2 separate regions of the Mus musculus genome follow, and region 1 is linked to region 2. The links are chromatin contacts, called in public Hi-C maps. All regions are on one chromosome and are shown on one strand. Each heading gives the region's core, a stretch centred on a gene start, on an enhancer-like site or on the middle of the called end of the contact. The rest is flanking DNA. Distances are from core to core; before and after follow the strand shown.

What was found. Hi-C and Micro-C count contacts between places; a contact is called where the count stands out from the background.
Region 1: a contact with region 2 is called in a Hi-C map of CD8 T cells, with 2.3 times the contacts expected there. The contact joins two enhancer-like sites. A contact is called at or near these places in 2 of 484 Hi-C or Micro-C datasets (CD8 T cells and nephron progenitors).

The regions. Positions count from the first base shown.
Region 1 is chr1:38,692,446-38,697,683 of GRCm38.p6, reverse strand. No RefSeq gene overlaps it. Among named protein-coding and RNA genes, the nearest start is that of Gm34596, 64 kb to the right of the region's middle. Within about 2 kb of position 3,398, at least 70 of the 459 cell types and tissues checked have an H3K27ac peak or open chromatin away from gene starts, as enhancers often do. A contact at or near this core is called in CD8 T cells, where this site is marked.
Region 2 is chr1:38,561,623-38,567,080 of GRCm38.p6, reverse strand. All of the region lies in intron 1 of Aff3 (AF4/FMR2 family, member 3), which reads left to right. Among named protein-coding and RNA genes, the nearest start is that of Aff3, 63 kb to the left of the region's middle. Within about 2 kb of position 3,225, at least 21 of the 459 cell types and tissues checked have an H3K27ac peak or open chromatin away from gene starts, as enhancers often do. A contact at or near this core is called in CD8 T cells, where this site is marked.

The DNA of each region.
Region 1 (5,238 bases), core at 2,149-4,648, 130 kb before region 2:
AAACCTCCCCCCCGCCCATCCTTCAGACTGGAGAGTGTGCCAGACCAGGTGATGCCAGCATTCCTTTTTCATAATACTCGTTAATTGTTCGTCAATGATGACCAAGTTCCCTGGTCGAGCCACACCCTGCCCCCTCTCATGAGCAAGCATCAGTAGGCATTTCAGATCTGTATCACTCAGTTTCTGGAATGGAACACAGAATCAAGAGGCACATATCTCCCTACAATATGTATTCTTGTATAATAATCTCCCTCCCATTTCTTGGAGTCTCTTCCAGCCAAATGATGACAACCAGAATCCAAACACCACTTGTGGGAGAGATGGTCTTTTATTAGTTCTCAGAAAGGACTCAATTTCCTTCCAGGCTCCTCTTTGTAAGGGGGGAGCCAGCTGATGGCTGAGGGAGAAACAAACAGATCCGAACAGTGAGAAAGTGCAATTGGACTTTGATGGTAAAATAATTACACGCTGGGACCTCCGAGCCGATTTTAGCTTACCCCCAGGAAGAATCGTACTCTTAGAGTTTTGTGATAGATCAGGATTGGGGTTTTAAGTGATGTTTTTATGTCTCTTTTGAAGGACTGGTGCTTCAGAGACAGGAGAAGAAAACAATACTTTGTTTCATATTTCTATCTTTTTTCCCTCTGAGGAATTGGTTTTCACCACTGATTTCTACCACAGAGGGGGTGTGGGGGTGTCAGGAGATGAGGCTGAGTTCTGTTTCATAGATGGAACTTGAGATGATTTAGTCTGTAATACCCCCTAGAGTGCGTCATTCTGGTACACGGCTTCTTTTCATGTAAATAGAATTTTACACAAATGATTCCAAATCCTGGCTCATTCCTTTCTCAATTATTTTTTTTTACTCACTTTTTAAACAAGAACTGAATTCAGAAGAAGGGTCTTTCTCACTGGCTGCTCACCTGCCTGCTCGCTTTGCTGATGTGGCTAGAATTAGCAGCCACTGCGCAAGGCCTTATTTCACAGGGCTTAGCTCAGATGTCGATGCAGATCATTAGCTGGTGCCAGCAGAGGCTGAGGAAATGAGTGGCCTCCAGCGCTTGTCAATTCACTTTGCTGCCCAGTCTGATGACACTCGATGCGCCTGCCATCGGGACCTGTCTGCTGCCCTGGATGATTGAGCTGTTACTGGAAATGAGATTGTGGATAGAGCTGAGGCAGGACCATCTCGCCGGAGACTGGCGTTGATGTGTATCTCCCAAGTCACTCACGTGAAGAAAAGATTACAGCAGCTGGCAGGAAGCCAAATGACAAAGACAGCCCAAGGCAAAGCTCTGATGCCACACGTTAGAGACTTGGACAGTGGCCCAATTACTATGCTGAAATCCAAGGCATGGGCTAGCTGGCATTGAATTTCAAGTTAGTTTAGGAATTGAAAGCTACTTTGTGCACACTGTGTGACAGATGTGAGGCAGCGCATGCAGCAGAGGAAGCCGTATGATCTCTCCCCAGCAGGAAGCTCTTCTTCCAGGCCTGAGCAGACAGACATCATAATGGAAGTGTGGAGGAGCTGGGCCTCCTAGAAGGAAGAGTCCAGGCACGCAGAGGAGTTCTTCCTTTCCCCTCTGGGAACACACTCTTCCTGAGTTGTGCCTGAGTCCCCCCACCTGCGGTGGTTAAAGAGCCTGCCCACATCCCCCCATTAAACAACAAAGCAAATTATCCCAGAATGCCTGGGAAGAAGGCCACCACTTAATGAGAAAGGAATGTGGGAATGTGGGCCCTGGTATGGCTTCACTGTGGCCTGAGTTGCTGCCAGGGACAAAATGTAGAAGACAGCCTGGTTGTTGGTTGCCAAAAGAACGTCAACCAGTAAGAATCCAAGGTAAATTATTATTATTATTATTATTATTATTATTATTATTATTATTATTATTATTATATTGAAATGGCATGAAGGTGACCATTCCCAGTATTTCTGTGAAAATCTCCAGTTCTCAGAAACCTTCAGCCCTAGGAAAATCAGGATAGTTGATCATGTGACTTTTAGCCATGAGTATGGACATTTGGGCTATCACAGTGCAAGACGAACAACTAAGTTTTTTAGACTTTTTTTTTTTTAATATATCAGATGACTCACTTCTTTAGCTCTAGCTACAGGAATTAAAGCAATAGTACACTGTTTCTCTGGGCATGGGTGGGGGCACCTGTAACCACAGTTCTGCAGGTTGGGACAGGAAGGTGGCAATAATAGTACAGTGTGAGCTATATAGCAAGTTATAGGCCAGCCTGGGTTACATAGTGAGATCCAGTCTTTTGTTTGCTTATTTGTTTGTTTTTGTTGCTGTTTAAATTTTATACATCTGGACGTTTTACTTGCATGCCTGTGAACCATATTCATGCAGTGCACACACAAAGGCCAGAAGAGGGTATCAGAACCCCTGGAAGTGAAGTTGCAAACTGCCATGTGGGTCTGGAAACTGACAACAAGTCCTCTGCAAAGCTACAAGTGCTCTTATCCACTGAGCCTGCTCTGTGTCCTCTTTGTGAACCAGTGCAGAGAGAATCCCAAAGTCCCTGGAGCTGTTGACCACCAGGACTGAGGTTGCCCATTGACTGCCAGGACTTAGGTTGAATCCTGAGCTTGACCACTGATGTTGTGTCACATCCCTAATGAGCTGTGGACTCCAGCTTCCTCCCAAAGAGCCCAGCAGGATGTTTCTATCACTCTTGCACGGCTTCCTAAGTGAACATTTAGAAAAAGAAAGTGCTACTCACAAGAGATAAATATACCTGCTTTCCTTCGCTATCATATTACAAATACCAATTATGTAAAAGATTTTTCTAAATACCTAAACTTCTTGGTTACATGCTGGTCATTAGTATAGCATCAGCATTTGTGTCTGGGGCTTTAGAGTCCTCAGGGAACTTCCTGACATGTCAATTTATTTACCAGGGTAAATTTCTATAAAACCATCAGCCCTGGGCAAGCGAGTACCTGGGTGGAAGGGAGCAACTTACATGGAGAGTCTGTGGGACTAGATAGAAGTCAGGGCATTTCACCCAGAGATGGAAGGAAGAGACAACATAGTTGGTGATCAGACACGTTGGTTGTGTGGACACACAGGCTCTGGTTTTAGAGATTATCATCGCTAAGTGACTCGTCAGGTGATGGAGGCAAGCCCTGACCCCTGGAGCAACATCTGTTGCAACTGGAAAAGATTTGAGGTTGCTGGAGAGAGCTTTGGTACTCAAGACAGGAGTAGAAAAAGTTAGGTGGCGGTGTAATAGACAAGGCACAGGACAGGGTGTGGTGGTGGAGGGGACGTGAGGAAGTAGGAGACCACAGAAAGAAGCCACAGCAGGAGGGAAGCAGGGCGCTGCAGGTTGGGGACGTTCCTGTTGTATTACACTGATGCTTCTCTGCCTGGAAAGGAAGCAGATACAAAGGGTGGTGAGGTTTTGTGGCTGCAGCCCACATCTGCCTTATCACCAGCCCAGGCACCTCCACTGGGGTGGAACTGTTAAAGGGGTTGAAAACGGTTTGTGCTAGGTAGGGTCATTGCAGGACACAGGGTGAGTACAGCAAGTGTGTAGGTTGGTGTCTTAGTAAAGGAACTACTTATAAAAGCATGGGCAGCCAGGCTTGGAGATGCCTGTGCCATCCCAGCAACTTGGGGTCACTGTACCTAGGAGGGTGACTGTATCTAAGAGGGTCACTATCTAGGAGGGTCACTGTACCTAAGAGTCTGAAGCCAGCATATTGAGGCTTTATTTCAGGAAAGGAAAGGAAAGGAAAGGAAAGGGAAGGGAAGGGAAGGGAAGGGAAGGGAAGGGAAGGGAAGGGAAGGGAAGGGAAGGGAAGGAAAGGAAAGGAAAGGAAAGGAAAGGAAAGGAAAGGAAAGGAAAGGAAAGGAAAGGAAAGGAAAGGAAAGGAAAGGAAAGGAAAGGAAAGGAAAGGAAAGGAAAAATATAAAAGGAAAGAAAACTATGGGTAATGGGCAGTTTAGAGAAACAAACAGAACCCAACTAGAACAAATTAGTTCCTTACTTAACCATCTAACGACCCACTTGGTATGCATCCCCTGTGACCTGCCAGGACCCTGCCTGTTCACAGGTCTGGAGAAGGCTGGCCTCATGGAAGATAGATGGAGGCATGGAAGATGGATTAGCACACAGGGAGGGGATGCTGGTGTGTTGGCCAAATCAATACTTCACATTACTCTCCCCTTACCATCCCATCCTCTGCAGGTTCCCCATACTGCTCAAGCCAACTCTAAGGCAAGGAGGCAGGGACAGCTATCACTATAGCTCAGCACAGGCTAGCCCCCAGGACACAGAGCAGGGAGAGGCGGAGAATGGGCTTAAGGGACAATGGGAGTATCCTGCAGCTCCATCCTTCTGTTACCTCTTAGCATCATTTCAAGTAACAGTGATCCGCTATCACACATACAGGTATTATAGTCTCTGTATTGGCAGCTGGTCATAAGCCTAAGCTGACAGCAAGGTTTCTTTTTGAGCTATGCATGATATACACCCCCACACTCCCCTTGTCAGATCCTCAGCTGCACAGGTTGCATGACCCTGATTTATTCCTGCAAAATCCAAGTTTCCCATGGTCTGCCACTGATGCCTTTGCCAGTTTTTAATTTGTCCAGAGTATCACTCCTCTTGCTCCTTCCCTGTCCCCTGGAAGTCACCCGGGATTCTCTTTGGCAACCAGGCCAATCTATTGTCAACTACTACACATCAACAAGACTGCCACTGCACACATCAGCAGCATCCATCCCGTTAAATCCCTGGTCCTCTTCAATGTTGACCAGGAGCCACTGACTGGTTCAACAGGAGATTTAAGTAAAGAGTCATCTGATCTACCCATGATCTAACCACCTTGTGAATGTTCAACCTCTTTACTAACATCAGATTGGCAGTTAATCTCAGTGTGAGTTTCAGAGTGAACAGATCATCCAACCCAGTGTAGGAGGGAGATTAGCCACAGGACAGGCTCAGGATGTGTTACAGAACGGCGTACAGACTTATATCTCATCAGTAACCCACTTCAACGTGGCAGGGCTTAGGCTGAGAATCTAGTAACTCCTAAGAAATCTGGGGATGCTATACAATGGCCTGAGGTCCCTCTGACTACAGCTCATGGCCGTCTACACCTCTTTGTACCTCTTGGTGGATCCTTCCTCGAAGGAACTCCCGTTACCTCACACATAGCTCAACTGAGAAATTCTTGAGCTATGAACCGACTTTTGTTGAGACCTCAGGAAC
Region 2 (5,458 bases), core at 1,976-4,475:
AGCCAAGGGAATGCATATTTTGAAGGACCTCGCTTAAAATGGTGAATATTTATTGAGACTCTCAAAGACAGAGCTTATGCTATCTCTTAGAATACAGAGAGGCAGCATAAGGTGGGAGCTCAGTAATGGAGCTTTGCTCTGCTTGTTAACAGTTCACAGTTGCATGCACGGCTGCAGGTAACCATAGAGGCAGAGTGGGAGGCACAGTTGCATGCACAGCTGCAGGTAACCATAAAGGCAGAGCAGGAGGCACAGTTGCATGCACAGCTGCAGGTAACCATAGAGGCAGAGTGGGAGGCACAGTTGCATGCATGGCTGCAGGTAACCATAGAGGCAGAGTGGGAGGCACAGTTGCATGCACGGCTGCAGGTAACCATAGAGGCAGAGCGGGAGGCACAGTTGCATGCACGGCTGCAGGTAACCATAGAGGCAGAGCGGGAGGCACAGTTGCATGCACGGCTGCAGGTAACCATAGAGGCAGAGTTCTAGCAGAAACCTGGCTGTTGCTGGTGGGAGGTGACTGCTAGTGTTCGGCCACTGGGGCTTTCTGGTGCTTCCAGTCTCTGACAACACTGGCCCCTGGAATAAAGACAACTGTCAGTGGCTTCTCATGTAGCCCTTCCCACATCTCCTGCCTTTTGCCTCTCCCTCCCTCCCTCCCTCCCTCCCTCCCTTTACTGTCTTTCCAACCAGCACCATTATAGCCAAGTTAATGAGGTGCATATGAGCCTCTGTTGATAAGATTGGAAGTGATCCTCTGGGTCCTCAGGCTCCAGAGGCTCTCTCGCACTGAGCAGAGTGCTGTCCTATTCTGTGTTCCCCGAAGCTGGCTCCTGCCTTGCCTCTTCACATCTGCTTCACAGTGCAAGGCAAGGGTCTGACCAGCTGAAGGGCCAGCCTCGGCTGCGCCTGTGTACAAAGCCACACCTTTGGATGCTCGCTTCTGTTTGCTTTCTCTTCTCTGGCACATCTATAGGTTATTTTTCAAGCGATGTAAACTTATCAACTACTCTCACACTAAAGCTCCGAGGTCACCCTCTGAGGTTCATTGTTTACATCGAATGCTCAGCTTTATGTCACACTGATCATCTGGTGACCAGCGAAGCAGCAAGCACCAGGGTCATCCACGGGGACGAGGAGGTGAGACAGTGTGCGTTTTCCTTTACTGCCCAGGGAATTTTATAATTTCATCCTTTGACTGCTGCAGTGGGTCAGGCAAGTGAACTTACGTGTTGGTGTTTGGATTTAAAAAAAAAAGCATCTTGGAAAAAGATCTCGAGGTCTGTTTAGCTCCATAAGTCAGGGTCTGAAGGGAGGGAGGGAGGGAGGGAGGGTGGGCTACGCAGTTCAGAATACATTTAGTTGTTCCATTCAGAGCTTTCCCCACCCCCAATACATGTCTTTTAGCAGACAGCAGCAGATGGAAACAGAAAGCTAGCTCACTCAGAACATCTTCATGGATGCACAAACCTAGAGAGTGTTAGTGTCTGTCAATGAGCATTCAGGGGCTGTGCTCCCTGGGAGAGGAGTCTGGGTGCCAGGAGAGGGTGGGATGGGAATGTGAGCTGTGCCCTTCAGGCACCGATGGCATGGTAATCGAGGACCCAGGCAGAGCAGAGTAGGGAGAAGGAATGAAGTCACAGCTCCTAGATGTGTTCGGTCCAGGCCCTGTGGCCAGATGGGAAGAAAGGATGCTGGCGAGAAGGCAGGCGAGGGCTAATTACTAGAGTCATGCTCAGGTGCGAGCTGCTGATTAGGAAAGCCCAGAGCACATGTGCTCTCAGGGGGGTTGGGGGGTCTGGCCAGGGTTAAAGAAACGGACAAAATAATCCCGGCAGCGAATTTAAACATGAGCCTACTCTGTAAAGTGCAAATGTAGAAAAGGAGACTGGGCACCCTTAAAGATAAAACGTGAAAGAAGAAGCCTTAGTGACCGGTACAAACTTCTAGTCTCCAGAGGCCAGGTTCGCAGGGGTCTTCAGAGGTGGGTATCCACGAAGGGCCCTTTTACAAGTTCTCCATTAAGGAGAGAGTTCTCCAGCTTGGTGTATCAGATGGTAAAAACAATGCTCTTTGTTGTATGCATTCGTGGGTTAAGGGCAGTTTTATGTTTTAGCATTTTGCTCTGAGACCTTTTGTTTATCCAGGGCCAATTTCTCTGACATTTGGACATTGCAACATCATTTCGTTTTTGATCTGCTGTACCAAGTTCTCCCTATCCTCTTCCTTCTGTGCAGCAGAGGTGTGCCTCCCAGCTGGGGAGCAGCACAGTTCAGCTGTCAGGGATGGATGCTTCAAAGGCCATGAGGACATGTAGCCCGCACCATCATCCCAACTGTTCTTTCCGTGGAAGGCTGAGGCCAGAACTTTTTTCGAAGCCAAATTGACATTCTTTTGATGGAATCATCAGGTTCTTTGGCAGCTCCACGGGAGCTGGTCTTGGTCATTGGAGGGTTTCTCCATCATGGACCACAGGCTTCTGATATTGAAAGGGTTCCTGGCATTTTAATGTCCCAGTTTCTGGGCATGAAAAATGTGGATGAGCTAAAGTCTGTTTGCACTTGTAAAGCCCCTTGGAAGTTTTTAGGGATTAAATGAAATCCTTCCCACTTAACAAAACATTCCTCAGAGTCCTGTCCCACCTGTATTCATAGATGGATTTCTCCTCCTTCATTTTAGCATCTATACATCCTGTACCAGAAAGCACCACCGGCATCTAGAGGAGTGGTCTTCACAACACTAGCTAGGGAAGTGAAAATGACATTAAACACATTCTTCATATACATGTTTAGAGATGCAGAGGTATTTATCGAGCAGCTGTGATGGTTCAGGCAGTGTGTGTGAGAGTTTAGGCTCTTCAGTCTCAAACCTCCGAGTCACTAGAGCAGGCATATTAAAGCATGTCTGATGCTCCGACTCAATCATGGAGGCCACATACTTACTTAACTCACAGTTTGGGAAGCTGAAAGTCCAAACTGTAAGGTACCAGCTCTGCTAAGAGCCCTCTGGCCGGATCACATCTTGGTAGATCGATCCTAATGTGGCCACAGAGCATGTGTAAGAGGTCTCATGGTGAGGCAGGAAGCCAGAGTGTGTGTGTGTGTGTATGTGTGTGTGTGTGTGTGTGTGTGTGTGTGTGTGTGTATGTGTGTGTGTGTGGTGTTCCGCTGTCTTACCACCTCCTCAAGAGAAGTAACTGAGTAGTCCTAGGGGAACACTCTACTTTAGGCCTGCCAAGGACATATACAAACACCCTCAGCAGGCTGCACTCCCTTCCAGTATCACCACACTCCTAAAAGACTCACCGGTGAGCACCCAAACCATGAACAAACCACAGAGAAGGTCTGTGCTCAGTAGGTTTTCTCCTTTCTTCATATCAGATACCTCTGGCCAGCTCTGATCATGTAGCCATCATTTCTGGGTCACTTGCCTGTTTGTCCATTAGCATTCTAATCATCTGATGCCACCACAGGGGTATGCCCGGTGCTGTGGCTTGCGTCACATGTAATCACTCATGTGCCACATGTGAACTGTGCTCCCATTCTATGTCAGTACTGGCTCTAGACAGCAGTGGAAGCAAATGGTGTTCTTGTTTTATTTTATTTTACTTATTTACTTTACATCCCACTCACCTCCCCCCTCCCACCACTTCCCCCATCCCCCTTCTCCCCTAAGCAGGTGGAGCACCCCCCTGGATAGCCTCCCACCCTGGCACTTCAAGTCTTTGCGAGGCTAGACACTTCTGCTCCACTGAGGTCAGACAAGGCAGCCCAGCTAGAAGAACATATCTGACAGACAGGCAACAGCTTTTGGGATGGCCCCACTCCAGTTGTTAAGGACCCACATGATGTGCAGGCCAAGCTGCACATCTGCTGCACATGAGCAGGGAGTCAGCCTAGGTTCAGCCTGTGTGTCCAGTTTTTTGGTTGATGGTTCAGTCTCTGAGAGTCCCCAAGGGTCCAGGTTAGTTGATTGTGTTGGTCTTCCTATGGAGTTCCTATCTCTTTCAGGGGCCCACAATCCTTCCTCCTGTTCTTCCATGAGTCCCCAAGCTCCACCCACTGTTTGGCAGTGGGTGTGTGTATCTGTCTGAGTCAGCTGCTGGGTGGAGCCTCTCAGAGGACAACAAGCTCCTATCTGCAGGCATAACAAGAGTATCAGCAAATGGTGTTCTTACATTTTGGTAGCCAGATGATCCTCAAAAGCAGGGCACTTCCCGTTGGAATGTATTTGTGTTGTGAAGAAAAATGAGATGGGAGAGGAGGGTGTGACAGAGATTGATGGCAGGTGGGGAGCAACGTTCACTGGGGTGGCCGGGGAGGCCCAGTAGGAGGGTGACTTTTGACCTGAGATGGGAGAAGTGAGCCCCACGGAGGTTTGGGTGAAAAGCCTTTGAAACAAAAGAGACAGCAGAGACAAGAGCTGCTCAGGAGACAAAGAACAAAGAGAAGGCCAGCGTGGCAGAGACAGCTGAGCTATGGCGGGTCAGGGTCGGCTCGGGTGCAGAGGGTGCAGAGGGTGCAGGATGGGGAGGAGTGGGTGTGGACAGCAGGACACTGTAGGGACCTGGCAGGTGGTAATGATGAGTTTGACATTGATTCTAAATGCAGAGGGAAGCCACGGAGAGCTGTAAAGCCCGGGAAGAACATGATGGTATTAACACGGCAGGATTAGCCAGTAAATACGATGGTAATAGTATTGAAAGTCTGTGTGTAATTCTGTGTAATAATAGCCTGTGCACTCTCTGTGGTGTAAATATCCTGTGTTTAGTTGGAAGCTAAAAGAAATGTTCCATGCAAAATGTGCTAGGTGAATTGTGGGTGTCTGTATTTCTACAGGCTTAATACTCATCATTTGGAGAAGATATATGCAGCTTTGGCCACGTGTGGGCATAAATTGTTCGTTGGAGTAGGGCATGCCAATTTCAGCTAAGGTCTCTTCTTAATTTTGATTGTGCATCCCTTGTGGTTACATGTCAAAATATGACACATCAGCACAGACCAAGCCAGCTTTAATGAATAGGAAACCATGCGATTTATATGATTCGGGGGCACGAGGGGAATTTTCTAATGCCAGCCCAAAGATAAGTGACACAGAGGTTATTTGATTAATTAGATATGCGTAGACTCTCTCTTCAGCTTCCTGCCTGTCATCTGATCACCAAACACTGCAGACCCAGTGACTCTGCACTCCAGGATTAAGATCCAAGGGCTGCCTTTGCCACGGTCAGATTCTGTCTTTGACAGCGTCCTGCATATGTAGTCTTTCCTTATGCATGTGGTCTCTTCTCACATATACATATGTCAAAGGCACCGCTCCCCAAAGGTCAGACCTTTGTGGGGAAGACCATCAGAAGTGTCTGTAGACAGCACCCCCGAGTGTGTGGAGCTGAAACTTATTCTGGAGGGCATTATGGACACCCCTGTGAGATGTGATCCGCAGAGCCACTGGTCACGTT